2 separate regions of the Arachis hypogaea genome follow, and region 1 is linked to region 2. The links are chromatin contacts, called in public Hi-C maps. All regions are on one chromosome and are shown on one strand. Each heading gives the region's core, a stretch centred on a gene start, on an enhancer-like site or on the middle of the called end of the contact. The rest is flanking DNA. Distances are from core to core; before and after follow the strand shown. Region 1 holds the start of LOC112721386. Region 2 holds the start of LOC112721363 (copper chaperone for superoxide dismutase, chloroplastic/cytosolic).

The links. A called contact is a pair of places that touch in the nucleus more often than the background predicts.
Region 1: a contact with region 2 is called in a Hi-C map of leaf, with 3 times the contacts expected there. The contact joins the promoter of LOC112721386 here to the promoter of LOC112721363 in region 2. A contact is called at or near these places in 2 of 8 Hi-C or Micro-C datasets (both in leaf).

Annotation. Positions count from the first base shown.
Region 1 is chr11:56,081,324-56,085,522 of arahy.Tifrunner.gnm2.J5K5, reverse strand. It overlaps LOC112721386, which reads left to right and starts at 2,293. Exons shown (of 2, transcript XM_025772456.1): 1 at 2,293-4,114. The coding sequence starts at 2,293. The region is part of intron 4 of LOC112721392 (ribokinase); the gene reads left to right.
Region 2 is chr11:55,923,849-55,927,958 of arahy.Tifrunner.gnm2.J5K5, reverse strand. LOC112721363 (copper chaperone for superoxide dismutase, chloroplastic/cytosolic) reads left to right here and starts at 2,097. Exons shown (of 6, transcript XM_025772434.3): 1 at 2,097-2,578; 2 at 2,664-2,693; 3 at 2,933-3,005; 4 at 3,256-3,390. The coding sequence starts at 2,342.

The DNA.
Region 1 (4,199 bases), core at 1,044-3,543, 160 kb before region 2:
AAAAACACATCACCGGAAACGAAAGTCACGCGACTTCTAGATCTAGATCCCGCCACGGCAGATCGCCAGAACGGCGACACGCCAAAAGGCATAATAGAAGCACCTCGCGCGGTCAAAGACGCGACAGATCACCAGAACGGCGACACAACAAAAGATACGACCACAGTATTTCCCGCGACCCTGCTCACACGGAAGACGACCGACGACACCGAGACACAAAGCGCACGAGGAACGACCACACGATAATGGGAGCTACCCCCTTCACAGAAAGGATCTTAAAAGCAAAACTACCCAAAGGTTTCGATAAATCCACGGATATGAAGTACGACGGAACAAAAGATCCCCAGGAACACCTAACGGCCTTCGAGGCCAGAATGAACCTAGAAGGAGCAGCCGACGCGGTCCGATGCAGAGCTTTTCCGGTAACCCTAGCAGGGCCAGCAATCAAGTGGTTCAACGCCCTCCCAAACGGATCCATAACCAGCTTCCACGACATCTCGCAAAAGTTCATGGCCCAATTCACAACTAGAATCACTAAAGCCAAACACCCCATCAGTCTACTAGGGGTCACACAGAAACAAGACGAATCCACAAGGAAATACCTCGACCGCTTCAACGATGAATGCCTAACGGTCGACGGACTCACGGATTCCGTCGCAAGCCTCTGTCTAACCAACGGGCTCATGAACGAAGATTTTCGCAAACACCTTACCACCAAACCAGTATGGACCATGCACGAGATCCAGAACATCGCCAGAGATTACATCAATGATGAGGAAGTCAGCCAGGTCGTCGCTGCCAATAAACGGCAACATGGCAACGCCCAGCACGGCAGTTCGGCACCCCGGCATAACCCACCACCCAGAGAAAATCAGAGGGACCACCCTAAGCCAACAAACGCAAACCGACCGCCCAGAATCGGCAAATTCTCTAATTACACACCCCTAACAGCTCCAATTACCCAGATATACCACCAAATAGCGGACAGAGGTATCATCCCAAAAGCCCGGCAACTTAAAGAAAGAACGGGCGGCAGCAAAACCTTCTATTGCGACTACCACCGAGGATACGGGAACAGGACACAAGACTATTTTGACCTTAAGGACGCCCTCGAACAAGCTATAAGGGACGGCAAACTCCAAGAGTTCGCCAAAATCATCAGAGAGAGACAGGTCGCCAGAAAGAAAAGGGTGCAACCCGAGGACACAAAAACAAACCCCCAGGGAAAGCCCATAAGACGACCTAACCATAATAGTGAACGTTATCATAGGCAAGGACGTGTCAGGCAAATCGAAAACAACACTAAAAAAGGACCTCAAAGTCCTGGCCATCAGAGACCAAGCTCCAACCAATACCACCGGCAAAACGATAACTTTCCTACCCGAGGACTGCCAGCACGGCACCTCGGCTGAAGACGCTCCTTTCGTCATCTCGGCAAGAATCGGAACAGGACTAGTCCGGAGAATACTGGTGGACACCGGCGCAGACTCCAACATCCTTTTCCGAGGAGCCTTCGACAAAACCGGGCTCTGCAACGAAAATCTCCAAACATACCGCAACGGCGTCACGGGACTCGTGGAAAAATTTCTCAAACTAGAAGGTTCCATCACCCTCCCCCTCACCATAGGAACAGGTAACCAAAGGATGACAATTCTATCTGAATTCGTGGTCCTAAAAGACTCCACCGCTTACAACGTCATCCTCGGGAGAAAAACAATCAATGATTTCTCGGCCATCATCTTCACCAAATACCTTCTTATGAAATTCATCACGGAAGACGGCTCCATCGGGACCATCCACGGAGACCGCGAAGTCACGGCAGAATGCGACAACACCAGCCTGACTTTGCGGAAAAAATCCCGTGACGCGGCTGGGATATTCCTAGCCGACCTAGACGCCCGACAAGACGGCCAACCTAGGCCAGAACCGGAAGGCGACATGAAAAAACTACAAGTAGGGCAAACCAAAGACGAGTACAACTTCATCAATAGGAACCTCCCATATAACCTTAAAGAAGACCTTTCCCAATTTTTGAAACAAAACAGAGACTTGTTCGCTTTTACGCCAGTCGACATGTTTGGGATAGACCCCGACCTAATGTCCCACCGGCTAGCCGTAGACCCCAAGGCCAAACCCGTGGCACAAAGGAGACGGAAAATGTCGTCAGACCGAGCGACCGAGGTCAAGAGACAAGTACAAGCCTTACTCGAAGCAAACTTCATCCGAGAACTACCCTACACGACGTGGTTAGCAAACGTCGTACTAGTAAAAAAGTCCAACGGAAAGTAGCGAATGTGCGTCGACTACACGGACCTCAACAAAGCCTTTCCAAAAGACGCCTTTCCCCTGCCAAACATCGACGGGTTGGTGGACGTCGCATCTGGACATCGATACCTCAGCTTCATGGACGCATACTCCGGCTATAATCAAATACCCATGCAGCGACCCGATGAAGAAAAAACGGCATTCATCACCCCCGACGGAACGTACTGTTACACAGTCATGCCTTTCGGCTTGAAGAACGCCGGAGCCACCTACCAACGGCTCGTTAACAAGATATTCCAGAACCTGTCCGGAACCAAACTAGAAGTCTACATAGACGACATGCTCGCCAAGACCGACTCCGGCGAACAACTCATCAGCGACCTCAAGGTCATAATGAACACCCTACGAAAGCACAAAATGCCACTCAACCCGACAAAATGCGCCTTCGGAATGGAGGCAGGGAAGTTCCTCGGCTTTATGATCACACAACGTGGAGTTGAAGCCAACCCAGAGAAATGTCGCGCCGTCCTTGAGATGACAAGCCCAAAAAATATAAACGACATCCAAAAGCTCACCGGCCGTCTGACAGCACTATCTCGCTTTCTCGGAGCATCGGCCCAAAAGGCAATCCCCTTCTTCAGAGTGATGAAAAAAGGAACCCTCTTTAAATGGGAAGCAGAATGCGAAAAAGCATTCCAACATTTCAAGAAAGTCCTAGCGGAACCACCAGTTCTTGCCAAACCCCAAACAGGGGAGACTCTCTACTTATACCTCTCCATAACAGAAGAAGCACTCGCAGCGGCACTCATCCGCGAAAACGAGAAGAAAGAACAAAAACCCATATATTTCATAAGCAAGGTCCTACAAGACACGGAAACTCGCTACTCGCACCTGGAAAAACTAGCCTTCGCCCTCCTCACGGCCTCCCGACGTCTGCGGCAATATTTTCAGGCCCACCCTGTGACAGTTCGAACCGACCAAGCAGTTAAACAGGTACTACAAAAACCCGATTTAGCGGGCAGAATGCTAGCATGGTCCATCGAACTATCCCAGTTCGATATCAAGTTCGAACCCCGATACGCAATCAAAGCACAGGCCATGACCGACTTCATCGCCGAGATGACACTGGGAAACTCCACCCCCGAATCATGGAAACTACACGTTGACGGCACCTCGAACGTCACTTCCGGAGGTGCCGGAGTCATTCTCGAAAGTCAAAACGGAGTTGTGATCGAACAGTCAGTACGATACGAATTCCCAGTCTCAAACAACCAAGCAGAATATGAGGCCCTCCTGGCAGGCTTAGCCCTAGCCAAAGAAGTCGGAGCAAAGGTCCTGGAAATAAATACGGATTCCCAAGTAGTCAGTTCCCAAATTAACGGAGACTACCAAACACGAGATCCCCTGCTACAACAATACGTCGCCAAAGTTAACAAACTAAAGGAAGAATTCAACCACGTAACCATACGGCACGTCCCCAAGAAACGTAATGCCAGGGCCGACCTCCTCTCTAAACTAGCCAGCACTAAACCAGGACACGGCAACAAATCGCTAATTCAGGAAGTCGTCAAATCACCGTCCATATCCACGATGGCTAATGCCTATCTGACACTCTCCCACCAAGGATCGTCGACCTACCCCATCCTACAATATCTCCTTAAAGGAACACTACCCGAAGACCCCAAAGAGGAAAAACAGACAAAAAGGGAAGCCGCCAACTATACAGTCGTCGCAGGACAACTATACAAACGCGAATTCTCGCAACCCCTGCTCAAATGCGTCGAAACAGGGGACACGGAGTACATACTCCGCAAAATCCATAAAGGTTGTTGCGACCACCACGTCGGAGGTAAAACCCTTGCCCAAAAAGTCATCCGGGCCGGCTACTTCTGGCCCACGGTGATCCGGGACTCCACGCAGCTAGTAAAAAATTG
Region 2 (4,110 bases), core at 848-3,347:
CATGAATAGAGTTCGAACCACACTGGTTCGAATTATATAAATATAGGGTTTGGCTAATTGCAGAAACGAATTTCACTTTGGCTCATTTAGGTAATTTGCAACTTCCCTTGGTTTATTCTAGTTTTTTGCCCTTTAAAAAATGTGCAAAAGAAAATTCACAAAGTAAAGTGAAACTAAAGATAAAAGTTCTTTTTGAAAACAACAATGCTAGGGAACCAGAAGGGTATTAGCTAAAAATCAGCTAAATACCTTTGGGTGAATCCAAAATTTCTACGAGTGAATATATATGGATGTTTCTTCTGCTAAGTATTAGAATGTTTCTTTTTCATACTAAATGTGTGTTCTTTTATATATTTTTCGAATTTTTTTGTATTGCAAATGTGAATGTCTCTATTTCTTTAAGAATTTCATATTTTTTTAAAATTTTATAAATATTTAATTATTTTTGCTAAAATATAGCTGAATATTTCTTTTGTTAAGTATTAAGATTTTTTTTTATATTAAATGAATGTTTTTTTTATAATTCATGGCCTACCCGCCTTGTCCAGTGTAGATTATGACATCTCCTTCGTCCATATCATCTTCGTAGCCACCGGAGACAATAACACTCGTTGCAATTGACTCATTGTTGGGGCTCATGGAAGCTGCCAGGTAATCAATGCCAGGTAAGTCGAAGGTGGACTTCGTGTTGAAGCAGTTGTCTTAGATGCGCTTGTTGAGGGCGTCGCGGAGAGAATGGAAGTCGCCGGCGTTTTAGGCAGCATTGGTGAGAGAAAAAGGTCTGTGTGTGATTGTTGGAGGTGGGTAGGTTAATGTGAGAGAGAGGAGGAATGCTTTTTATAGGTTTTAATTACGTTTATTTAATCAATTTTAAATTTTTTAAATTTTAAATTTAAAAAATTTAAAATTAATAATTAATATAAATTAATGTGGTTTTGTTTAGTTTTTGGCTGGTAACCTCTTGGTTCTATATACTTTTCCTTTTGAAAAACAAAAAGTATTTAATATTAATACAATAGTTATTAAAATCAGAGAATCCATTGGTTTAACTGAAAAACTATTCGTCACCAAAAAAAAAAAAAAAAAACTGAAAAACTATTCAGCCGATATAATCGGCCTTGTTAAAATATTAAATCGAATAAATAATTAATCGATTGAATTAGTTAAAATCTGATAAAAACAAATTGCTTCACAAAAGTCACCAAAAAAAAAAAATTGCTTCACAAAAAAATAATTTATAAATTGGTCATCAAATAGGTCGTTCACGTGCATGGGCGAATTTGCAAAAACTTGAGGAGAATTCTTGAAATAACTCCAAAAATTCTTTTGGTTGAATTCAAAACATTAGAATAATATAATAATTAACTTTTTATTTTATTATCAATCTCTTCACTTAAAATTTTTTTAGTAGTCTTTTGTCTCTCACCAACTTACCAGTTAGTCAAACTAGTTATTTTACTTATATGTGTTAATATATATTCGTTGAAATATTTAGTTAAATTATGATTTATTTAATTTTATTTCATGTTTAATTAATTTAAATATGTTGAAATATTTTCTCTTTGATTCTTGTATATATCAAATATTCTGAAAGCACTAATAAAAAAAAAGTTAAAAAGGGCAAAAAAGAAAATTAAATTTATGGAAAAGTAAACAACTTCAAAAGTTTTCATTTTGATATCCAATAAGTGTCTTTATTCTTTAGAAATTAGAAGAGTATTTAGTTAAGAAAAACTACATATTAGGGAGAATTTTATTATACGTATATTTTACAAATTACTAAACATAACAACCGAAAGAATATTAATATACTATATTGAATAAATGTATTTTAAAATTTTGATAAGAGAAAGTCTAGGAACCAGCAACTTTTGTATTTTGTCGTGAACACTTAACCATTAAAAAAAAGTGAGTAATCTTCTACCATTAAATATAATTTCACACCATTAAAAACACTATTGATAGCCAATTGATGGTTACAAAATAAAAAAATTGCTGCCCATAGCACTCCTGATAAATATGTTGGCAATCAATTACAGTATTATTTTTCAAAAAATCTTAATATGGGTGTAAATAGCAAAATTTAACCAAGAGTCGTCACCAAAACTCTACCCAAGAAGAAAAATATAGATTGAATTGAAAGTGGAAAAAAGAAAAGAAAGAACAAAATGGTGAAAAATAAATAAAAAACAGGAAAAAAAATGAATGGAATGGAATGGAAGGAAAGCTGTGGAATGTGGATTAATCTAGAAGTGGTAAGGAGGAGAGAGATGAGTAAACCTGCAAGGCCGTAAGCATAGTTGTATGAGACAGCGAACATAAAGAAAAAGAATAATCAATTATGAATATGGCATTTCTGAGAACAGTGGCAACTACCACTACCACTGCTATTGCTGCATCTGCTATTCCTGCTGCTTTCGCCTTTTCTTCTCTATCCTCTTCTACTTCTTCTTCTCCTTCTCAATCTTCCAAATCGCCAAACTCACCCTTCTCTCTCAACCCCAACCGATTCGGCCTCGTTAAAACATTTGCTGCCCCGCCCTCCCCTCTCCAAATGGACCACAACACTGCTTCTCAGGTATTCCCCCTTTTTAATATCTCTCTAGAATCTTCCTCTTCTTACTTATTAATTATTGATTATTCATTATATCTCTCTCTTACAGAACCATCATTCTTCCTTGCCGGAGTTACTGGTCAGTTTCATTATCTTCTCTATCTCTCTCTATTCTTGTATTAGCATCCGTGCAATTGCAAATTTGGATAGATATCTATTCGTCTAGGTTCAGCTAAGGTTAATCCTTCAGCTAATTATTATTATTATTATTATTATTATTATTATTATTATTATTATTATTATTATAGGGGATTGGGAATAGATTCTTTGTAATGGAATTGGTTTAGTTAATTTGTCCGATCTTCTGATTTGGTGTAGACGGAGTACATGGTGGATATGAAGTGTGAAGGTTGTGTTAATGCTGTTAAAAACAAGTTGCAGACCATCAATGGTACGTGTTCTGTTCTGATGAATGTTTTCTTTGAACCTCTGGATCGGCTAGTGCAATTAATTTCTATTCACAAGTGACCAACCTGTTTGGATTTTGGAGTAATTTAATGAATTGGAATTTATTTTTTTCTACGGATATACTACTAAATGCATTTTCATTTTAGATATATCAGTTCACAAATTTCAGTTATGGCATCCTACACTGGAGTGTTCATCATTTATGTCAAACTGGTCTTGTCAACTTTCTGCAGGAGTGAAGGATGTAGAGGTGGACTTGAGCAATCAGGTAGTTAGGATTCGTGGTTCGACTCCAGTGAAGACCATGACTGAAGCTTTGGAACAGACTGGTAGAAAAGCCCGATTAATCGGACAGGGAACACCTGAAGGTTTGCTAGTAGATTTCTCGCTTGGTTATGATTTATCAGTGGAAATTTTATCACTTTATTCTACTTGATGAGTATTGAGTAACAAGTATAATGAGTATGACCAGTTTTGCGTCAAGTAATTTTTTTGTGCATGAACCCTAAACCCTTAGGCCTTTAGGAATATTGGAGAAACCAACTTCTGAACTAGTAACTACTGATAACAAACTTCAATTAACTTCTAATTACAATAATACCTCTTATTATGAAGGGTAGTAGAATAAGATAATTATGAAATGATGCTAGTATGTTGATGGATATGATCAACTGTTCTGCCTATCAGGCTCAACCCTGAGCAATCCTTATTAGATCAGGTGAAAAAATGGATCTTGATACATCTATATTGGGGGCGCATCTTCTATCCCTCATTATTGTTGATAGGATTGTTAATGCTTCCATTTTCATGACACACTAGGTTTGGCCTGTATTTGTCTTTACCTCCTTTGAATTCATAGTCTAATGAACTAGAGCATGCATTAGAAGACTTGGCTCTCACTTTACACAGTTTCTTAACAATTTGGCAGTAGCACTAAAGACTTAATTTTATATGTTTGCTAAACCCCATTTTCTGTAGATATATATGTTAAGAGGTTGATGATTGAAAATGATCTTATTGGAAATGATCTTATCTGGGACACTATTGTCTCCAATAACGTTTCTATTCTTTATCAGTTTCTTTTGTTC